Linked DNA regions of Mus musculus: region 1 is linked to region 2. Evidence: chromatin contacts called from public HiChIP or PLAC-seq data. All regions are on one chromosome and are shown on one strand. The core of a region is the stretch at or near the end of the contact, and the rest is flanking DNA. Distances in the headings are between cores, read along the strand shown.

The links. HiChIP or PLAC-seq counts read pairs in DNA pulled down with a chosen protein or histone mark.
Region 1: an H3K27ac HiChIP or PLAC-seq map of embryonic fibroblasts shows a contact between it and region 2, with 20 read pairs. The contact joins the enhancer-like site here to the promoter of Plac8 in region 2. A contact is called at or near these places in 13 of 39 promoter capture datasets (the 3T3-L1 cell line, 3T3-L1-derived adipocytes, the C10 cell line and 9 more), 2 of 15 datasets of contacts at CTCF or cohesin (CD8 T cells and the NIH/3T3 cell line), 24 of 484 Hi-C or Micro-C datasets (the Ba/F3 cell line, CD8 T cells, the G1E-ER4 cell line and 15 more), 15 of 115 datasets of contacts at active chromatin or transcription factors (CD8 T cells, the HPC-7 cell line, Th17 cells and 10 more) and 3 of 9 other capture datasets (adipose tissue, liver and pancreatic islet).

Annotation. Positions count from the first base shown.
Region 1 is chr5:100,619,357-100,623,016 of GRCm38.p6, forward strand. No RefSeq gene overlaps it. Among named protein-coding and RNA genes, the nearest start is that of Plac8, 49 kb to the left of the region's middle. Within about 2 kb of position 1,800, at least 97 of the 459 cell types and tissues checked have an H3K27ac peak or open chromatin away from gene starts, as enhancers often do. A contact at or near this core is called in the Ba/F3 cell line, CD8 T cells, the HPC-7 cell line and 8 more, where this site is marked.
Region 2 is chr5:100,570,404-100,573,906 of GRCm38.p6, forward strand. Plac8 (placenta-specific 8) reads right to left here and starts at 1,802. Exons shown (of 5, transcript NM_139198.3): 1 at 1,742-1,802.

The DNA.
Region 1 (3,660 bases), core at 550-3,049, 49 kb after region 2:
CAGGGTGGCAATGTATGATCTTCATACTGTCCCACATGTAGCAAGCATTGATAATTGATTCCAGAATGTGCCTGTTGCATACATCTCAGAATCCTTCACGGGACCGGGTGTGCCGTAGTGTTACCATTTGATCACAGTCAGCACGTGATATGAGCGTAGTAGACTAAATGTGAAACGCTTAAGAGCAAGACTAAACTTTCCAGGCAGTGCGCTCTTCAGCTCTGGGCAGCACCACGTGAGAGCTCTCCAGTTCCCTGTCACATATCTGAGGAAAACGGCTTAAGGCGGGAAGGGTTCGTTCCAGCCCTGAGTTTCAGAAGTTTCAGTCCACTGTGGTGGGAAGTGTCTGGTGGAGTAAATCAGTTTACCTCACGGTGGGGATGAGGCTGTGAGTGAGAGCAACGGCTGCATCGTGCGCCTTCTCATCTCTCTCCTTCATTCACTCCATCTGGACTGTGAGCTGGTGCCTACCACATCCAGGGTGGCTCTTTGCCCTGTGCTGGTTTGAATGAGACCGGTCTCTGTAGGTTCATATAGTTCAATGTTTGGTTCCTGGCTGGTAGCCTGATTAGGGAGGATTTAGGAGGTGTGTTAGCCTGGTTGGAGGTGTGTCACTAGGGGTAAAACCTTCAAAAGCCAACACCAGGCCCAGCCATCCCCTTCTTTGACCCCCCACTTTTGCTTGTGGATCAGATATGAGCATTTAGCTACTGCCTCAGCACCATGCCTGCCTGTCCGCGCCACGCTCCCCATGGGGATGGTCGTGGACTCTCCCTCTGAATTGCAAGCAAACATCCAATTAAATGCTTCCTTCTATGAGTTGCTTTGGTCCCCGCTGTCTCCTCCCAGCAATGGAACAGTCACTAGGACGTTTCCTTAGTTGATCCTCTCTGAAAACACCCTTACAAACATGTTCCCAGGTATGCTTTATTAATCTTCAAGGTGTCTCTCAATCCAGGCAAGCTATCAACCAAGGTTAACCATTATATGGTAAGTTGAAGACATCACCTCTTAAACACATACCAGGGGTACTCAGAGGGTAAGAGCATTTGATGCTCTTGTAGAGGATACAGGCTCAGTTCCCAGAACCTTGATCCCTGGAACTGGAATTACTGAATACTGTGATCCATTGTGTGGGTGCTGGGAATAGAACCTCGGTCCTCTGTAAGATCAGTGAATACTATAACCACTGATCCATCTCACAAGGACCCTAGACTGTGTCTTAAATAGTCTACATCTAATATCTAGTCCTTCTATGGAAATATTTACATAGCAGCAGACATATTTGCTTGTTGTATTGACTAGTTTAGAATAGGAATAACTGTGTTTGGCATGGAAAGGAAGTGCCAGTAAGTAAGTTTTTAAAGTGCTTTTTACTATTGCATTTATTTATTTATTTATTTATTTATTTACTTGTTTATATCTTTTTTGTTTACTTGTGCATGTTGTGGGTGGGGATATCTGTGAACGTAAGAGAGGACAACTCTCTACGATGAGGAGTTCCCCTCCCCCTCCCCCGTCTCCCCCTCCCCCCATTGTAGTCCTAGAGCCATCAGGCTTGGCAGGAAGTACTCTCCCCTGACCATTTCGTCCACTGTCGCCCACATGAGTAATTTCTGAGACTAGGACACTCTGGTATCATTCCTGGATTGAGCATACATTGCTGGACGAGAAGGCCCGGGTAAGCCTCTGGCTTCACTGCTCCACGTTTTGCCTTGAGCAGGAGTCTCAGGGGTCACACAGCTAAGCAGCTTATCCCGTCAGCTTTGTCACCACAGCCCTTTGCACATACACGTCACCATGAGAACCTGGAGACCAACACGCAAACCACGGAACTCAGGTCTGCTTAGATGATCCTGACCTCCCTGTAGATTTGTTCATATCCTGTGTCTGGAGTTTTTACAGCACTCACCACCCCACCCTGCCTGCTGCCTCTGGGCATCCTGTCTCGAGTTCTCACAGCACCCTGCCTGCTTTCTCTCTTCTCTTTGCTCATTCTTTATTCCACTGAGACTTCAGCGCTTCGATGCCACTATCTTTCTTGAACTGCAGCACAATGTACAAACATGTGGGTATGATGGCGGGATTTTTACCAAAGTCACTCCTCGTAGAGGTGACTGGATGCAGGAACTGAGGTTTTGCCGGCCACCCACAAGCTCCCCCAACTCACAGTCTCTCCTTATCCTCATGGTCTGCCATAGCTGGAGAGCGGTGGTGGAAGAGAAGCGATATCACATCTAGTGAGGACAGAACAGGGGTGCCCCGAACAGTCAGCTCACAATGCACAGGGCAGCCCCGCACGCTCAGTTCCCAGCAAGGATGTATTTGCCCATGGTGTCGAGGCTGAGAAACTCTGATGTATGCCTTGACTTAGGGTCACTGTTGCTGTGAAGAAACAAACCCAGACTCAGGCGTTGCCCATATTCTCTTGCTTTCCGTGGAGCTACTTGTCCCCTGCAGGAGCTCAGCAGATGCAGTGACAGAGTAGAGGAGGGCCCCATCTTGCATTTGCAGAGCATGGGGCAGACCAGCTGTGCTCTCATCAAGGCTGCCGGTGTGTGTGTGGGGGGGGGGGGCGGGGGGAGCGGGTTCTTTACCAGTCTCAGATTTACTGATGGGGCTACAGGGACTGGAAGATCTGTGGAATGTGGCCCTACCCACTGAAGCTGGTGAGAACCTCATGTCTGAACTGAAATGGCATGTCTGTCAGGCCCTGAGGGCTAGAAGTCATTCATTTGCCAGTGGTGTCAGAAAACAGTTTGTCCATTTTGTTATGAAGCATCCAAAGAGATTTGGTCTGGGGATTTTTTTTTTTTTTTTTTTTGGCTTTTTGCTTTTTGCCCTTTTCAGTGAACAGTCAGACAACTTTGTTAGACAACTAACAGACTATTAAGGCGATTATTTGGTTGTGGGAGAGGGAAGAGTTTCCTTCAAAATGCTAGTGGTAAGGAATGTGAAGGGGGATTTCCCACTTTGGCGATTCTGATCTCTGTGACTTGCTTCCGGAAACAAAGAGGCCTTCCAACCCCTTTGCTTCAAGAAGGTCAAGACGCTAATGACATCGTGAGTAGCAGCTGGTGAAACCCAAAGCCAGGTTGTGGGTTTTGTGTTCTTGGCTAATGAGTGTAGACAAGAGGAGCTATGGAAAGATTGGGGTTCACCAAGAACACAGTCAGTGGTAATTGTTTCGTCACTTTGGACTGGTCCTCAAGGTAAGACTGACATCAGAGGGCCACTATCCTGAGTCCCTGAACAGGTATGGAAGGTAGGAGGACTAATTAAACAGAAAATCATCGCAGGTGAAATGGGCAGTTAGGGCAAGAGGAGACGTGACTCATCTGATGAGTCACGAGCTAGGCACACAGACACAGTATTCTGTACATAACCATGATTATTCTGGGATCTCTGACGAAAATCTGTTAGTTTAGTACAGGTCAATGCCTTTCAACCCTTTAGCAATGGCTCTAGTAAGTCATGTATTATTTTATTATATTCAAATATAAAATGTGGATGAGTCACGCCATAAAACATCTTTGTTATGTTCTCCCTGGCCAGAATGAACTAGAGAGATATGTTCCCGGACATGACGCATACATGGGAAGGGTCGCTTGGTGCTTGCTTGTTCCAGAGAGGAATTTGCCTCTGGATGTGGTCACCATC
Region 2 (3,503 bases), core at 552-3,051:
AAGCATCACGTGGCTTCAGCCGCATCCTGTAAGGTGGTCTGACAAGTTGCAGAACTCCGTGGGATCCTTTCCTGCAGGACAAGTCCCTCCTCTGACCAGAGGCTTTTCCTTCTCCTGAGACTCCTGAGACAGTCCCATTTCTTTAGGGTCTGTTGCTATAATAGTTGAAGAGTAAGACTATGAGATGTCAGTATCTCTTTAGACTAACTTCATTTTTGCCCAGGCCCGTCTCAAAAGCATTTTGGAAAGCTTGCCGGCAAAGCAGATTCCTGGTCACTATTCTGGAAAGCTGTAATTAGCCTAGGGTCTGGGAGATTGTAATCGTCAGTTTTCTGCGCTGCAGCCCCTGTGTGCTGCACAAAGGAATGTGGCTGCTTTGGTGACTAGTGCTCCTTTCCCCAGGCTGACAGATTCCACCCCCCCCCCCCCCAACCCCTGCCTGAGCCTCCCACGTCTGCAGAGCACGTGCAAACTCAGCTCATGGTTCTTATCTGCTGGTGATGCAGGACGGACCCCTTGATGGTGGAGACGCCCACCCAGTGACTTGCAGACCTTGCAACCTCTGGCTCTTTGCTTTGTCTGTTACAAATAACTCCAAGTCCATTAGAAAACATGAATTGACCCAGCTGTGTGCATAAAAAGTCTTGCGATAGAGTTGTTTTGGGCCAAGGAGAAATCTGTAGTTTCCTGACGGTGGGGGCAGAGCTCTGCCGCATGCATCCTTAAACGCGCAATAGGAAAGTAATAGAAACTGGTGAGGACCACTCAAGAAAAAAGAAAAAAGAAAAAAAAAATAGAGGCGAGGAGGAGACAGAAACAGGACTCTAAGTCGACGGGCTTAGAAAGGCAACATGATAAATACCTTCCTTCTGAGATTCCTTGGCAAGGACTGGCCCCTACCAGGAAATCTTGTAGGATTTGGCTCACAGTTGAATATCTTAATTTTATCTATTAGTCTTAGACTCATTCTTGTGCCTATATTTCTGCCTCAGAACACACCACTCTCTAGAAGGAGACTACACCAGCTTAATAAAATTATGTTACATGGCACTAGTTATATTAATAAATCTTGTTAATATCGATAAAGCCAGGTTCTAAGCAACATATGCCTGAAGTCCTTCTATTATACACTGATATGAAGATTCAGTGTTCTTCAGTCTCGTGAGCTGCCCAACGTGAGATGTGAGTGTTTCTCTAGGAGCGTTAGTGAGTACTGATCAAACCCCCAGAGCAGTTGGAGTTTTGCTTTCATAGTGAGAACTCCTAAGGATTCCCAAACTTTACAAACTAATAAATCTACAGAAATCCCACTGACTAAACCTATAAAAATCTCCAGGTAGTTTAAACAAATATATATATATATATATATATATATATATATATATTATGTATAAAGAAACTAGATCACTTAGAGAGAGAGAGAGAGAGAGAGAGAGAGAGAGAGAGAGAGAGAGAGAAGATCTAGTTAGGAAATCCAGCACACAACATGCCCTCCCCGAAAGCAAGCAGTGGGCATGAGAACGGTGCCCCAGAGCCCAGAGGATCCCAACTGAGATGCTCAAAGCATGACGTTTAGCAAGCCTGACCCCTAATTGCTGAGTTCCACTAAAAATTACTAAAGTTAAAGCAATTAGTGAAGAAAACAATGATCTTTCAGCGTAATCTCAAACGACGTTAGGAATAAGATAAAACTTTGAAAGGAAAGACCCCTAGATTTAAAGACTTCCTAACAAATACTTACAGTTCAAAAGGGTTGGGCAGAACCGGTCCTGTGGTCTGGGGTTGAGTCTTACTACAAATAGAGAGACTCCGAGGAAAGGAGGAGGTATCAACCCCGTGGAGGGTGGGGTAGGGGTGGGCTGGAGTACAAAGAGCAATGTCCTGTGCTCTGATTGGCTGTGGTAATCCAGGCACCAAAAGCCATCTCTTACCAAATAGGGTTTTCCTCCTTACAATTCCAAGGGCTAACCTCTAAGGTCTCGGTGGAAAGGAGAGGGTGTGGTTCCCCTGATTAGCTACCTGCCTGACAAAGCTCTCCGAGTCTCACACCTTATTTTCCTCTTTTAACCTAAGAAACCAGAAGGCACTTGGGGACCTGGAGTTCCAGGCCCGCTCAGACTGTCCTTGAGTGTGTCTCTCTAGAGTTCTGGCTATCCCAGAGCTCAGTTTGTAGGATGGTCTCAAACTCTCAGAGACCCATCTGCCTCTGCCTCCTGTGGCTGGGATTAAAGACATGCACCACCATGCCGGGCTTCTGATCAGATCTTTCTCCTCCGTCTTTTCTTCCTCCCCCCCCCCCTTTCTTTTCCTCCCTGAGGCATTAGGGACTGAACCCAGGGCCAGTGCATTTTAGGTGAGAGCTCTATTATTGACCTACCTCTGTCCCCCAATATTGCTATATTGCTTTGGTTTCTGTAACAGACTGAACACTTTATGTTAGTTATGTTATGTTATGCTTTATGTTAGGCGTGATTTTTATTATTTTATTTTTTATCTGTCGTAGTTGTCATCACCATCACCTTCTCCCACCCCATCTCTCTGTGGTGTGTGTCTGAACATACATGTCAGCATCTGAGGATCACAGCAGGCATGTGGAGGTCAGGGGACAGGAGGACAGCTTTGGGAAGTCTCTTCTCTCCTCCTGTTGAAGCTGCCTTGTCTCTTGTTCCCACTGTGCTGCACAGCTGTGAGCTTCCAAGCAATTCTCCTGCCTCCACCCCCCACCCAGTCTCTCGTAGGAGTTCTGGGATTACAGTTATGAGCCTCTGTATCAGTATGTATGTATGTATGTATGTATGTATGTATGTATGTATGTATGCATTTTGTAGATTCCAGGGGTCAAACTGAGATTGTCAGTATTTTTTTCTCCCACTCTTTAAAAAAAAAATTAAATTTAGTTTTATGTGTGTAGGTGTGTTTTGCTTGTGTGCGTGCCTGTGCACCGTGTATGTACATGTGTGCCTGATGCCCACAGAGGCCAGAAGAAGGTGTTGGATCCCCCAACTGAACCTCTGTAACACTGAAGTTACAGATGGCTATTAACCACCATGTGGGTGCTGGGAACCACATCCGCTCTCTGGCAGAGCAGCCAGCATTCTTAACTGCTGGACCATCTCTCCAGCTCAAGGATCCGGTTTTAGCTGCAAGTGCCTTTGACTCCTGGGCCCGTAGGCATGGTTCTTAATGCTTTTTAAAATATTTGCCTTATGATCCTGAAGGGTGGTATTATTGCCTCTACTTGATTGAGGCACAGACTTACTTGGTGGCAGCTAGACACTGGATGAAATGGAACTCCCTGCCACACACTGGTGCACATCCTTGCCACACAGTTTAGCACTGCCATGTCCTAGTAACCTTGGAGTGAGTGACAGGTAGGTTGGGAATGTTCTACCTCTCTCTCTTCCTTTCTTTTTAAGATTTATTTATTTTATGTATATGAGTACACTGTAGCTGTCTTCAGACACACCAGAAGAGGGCATCAGATCCTATTACAGATGGTTGTG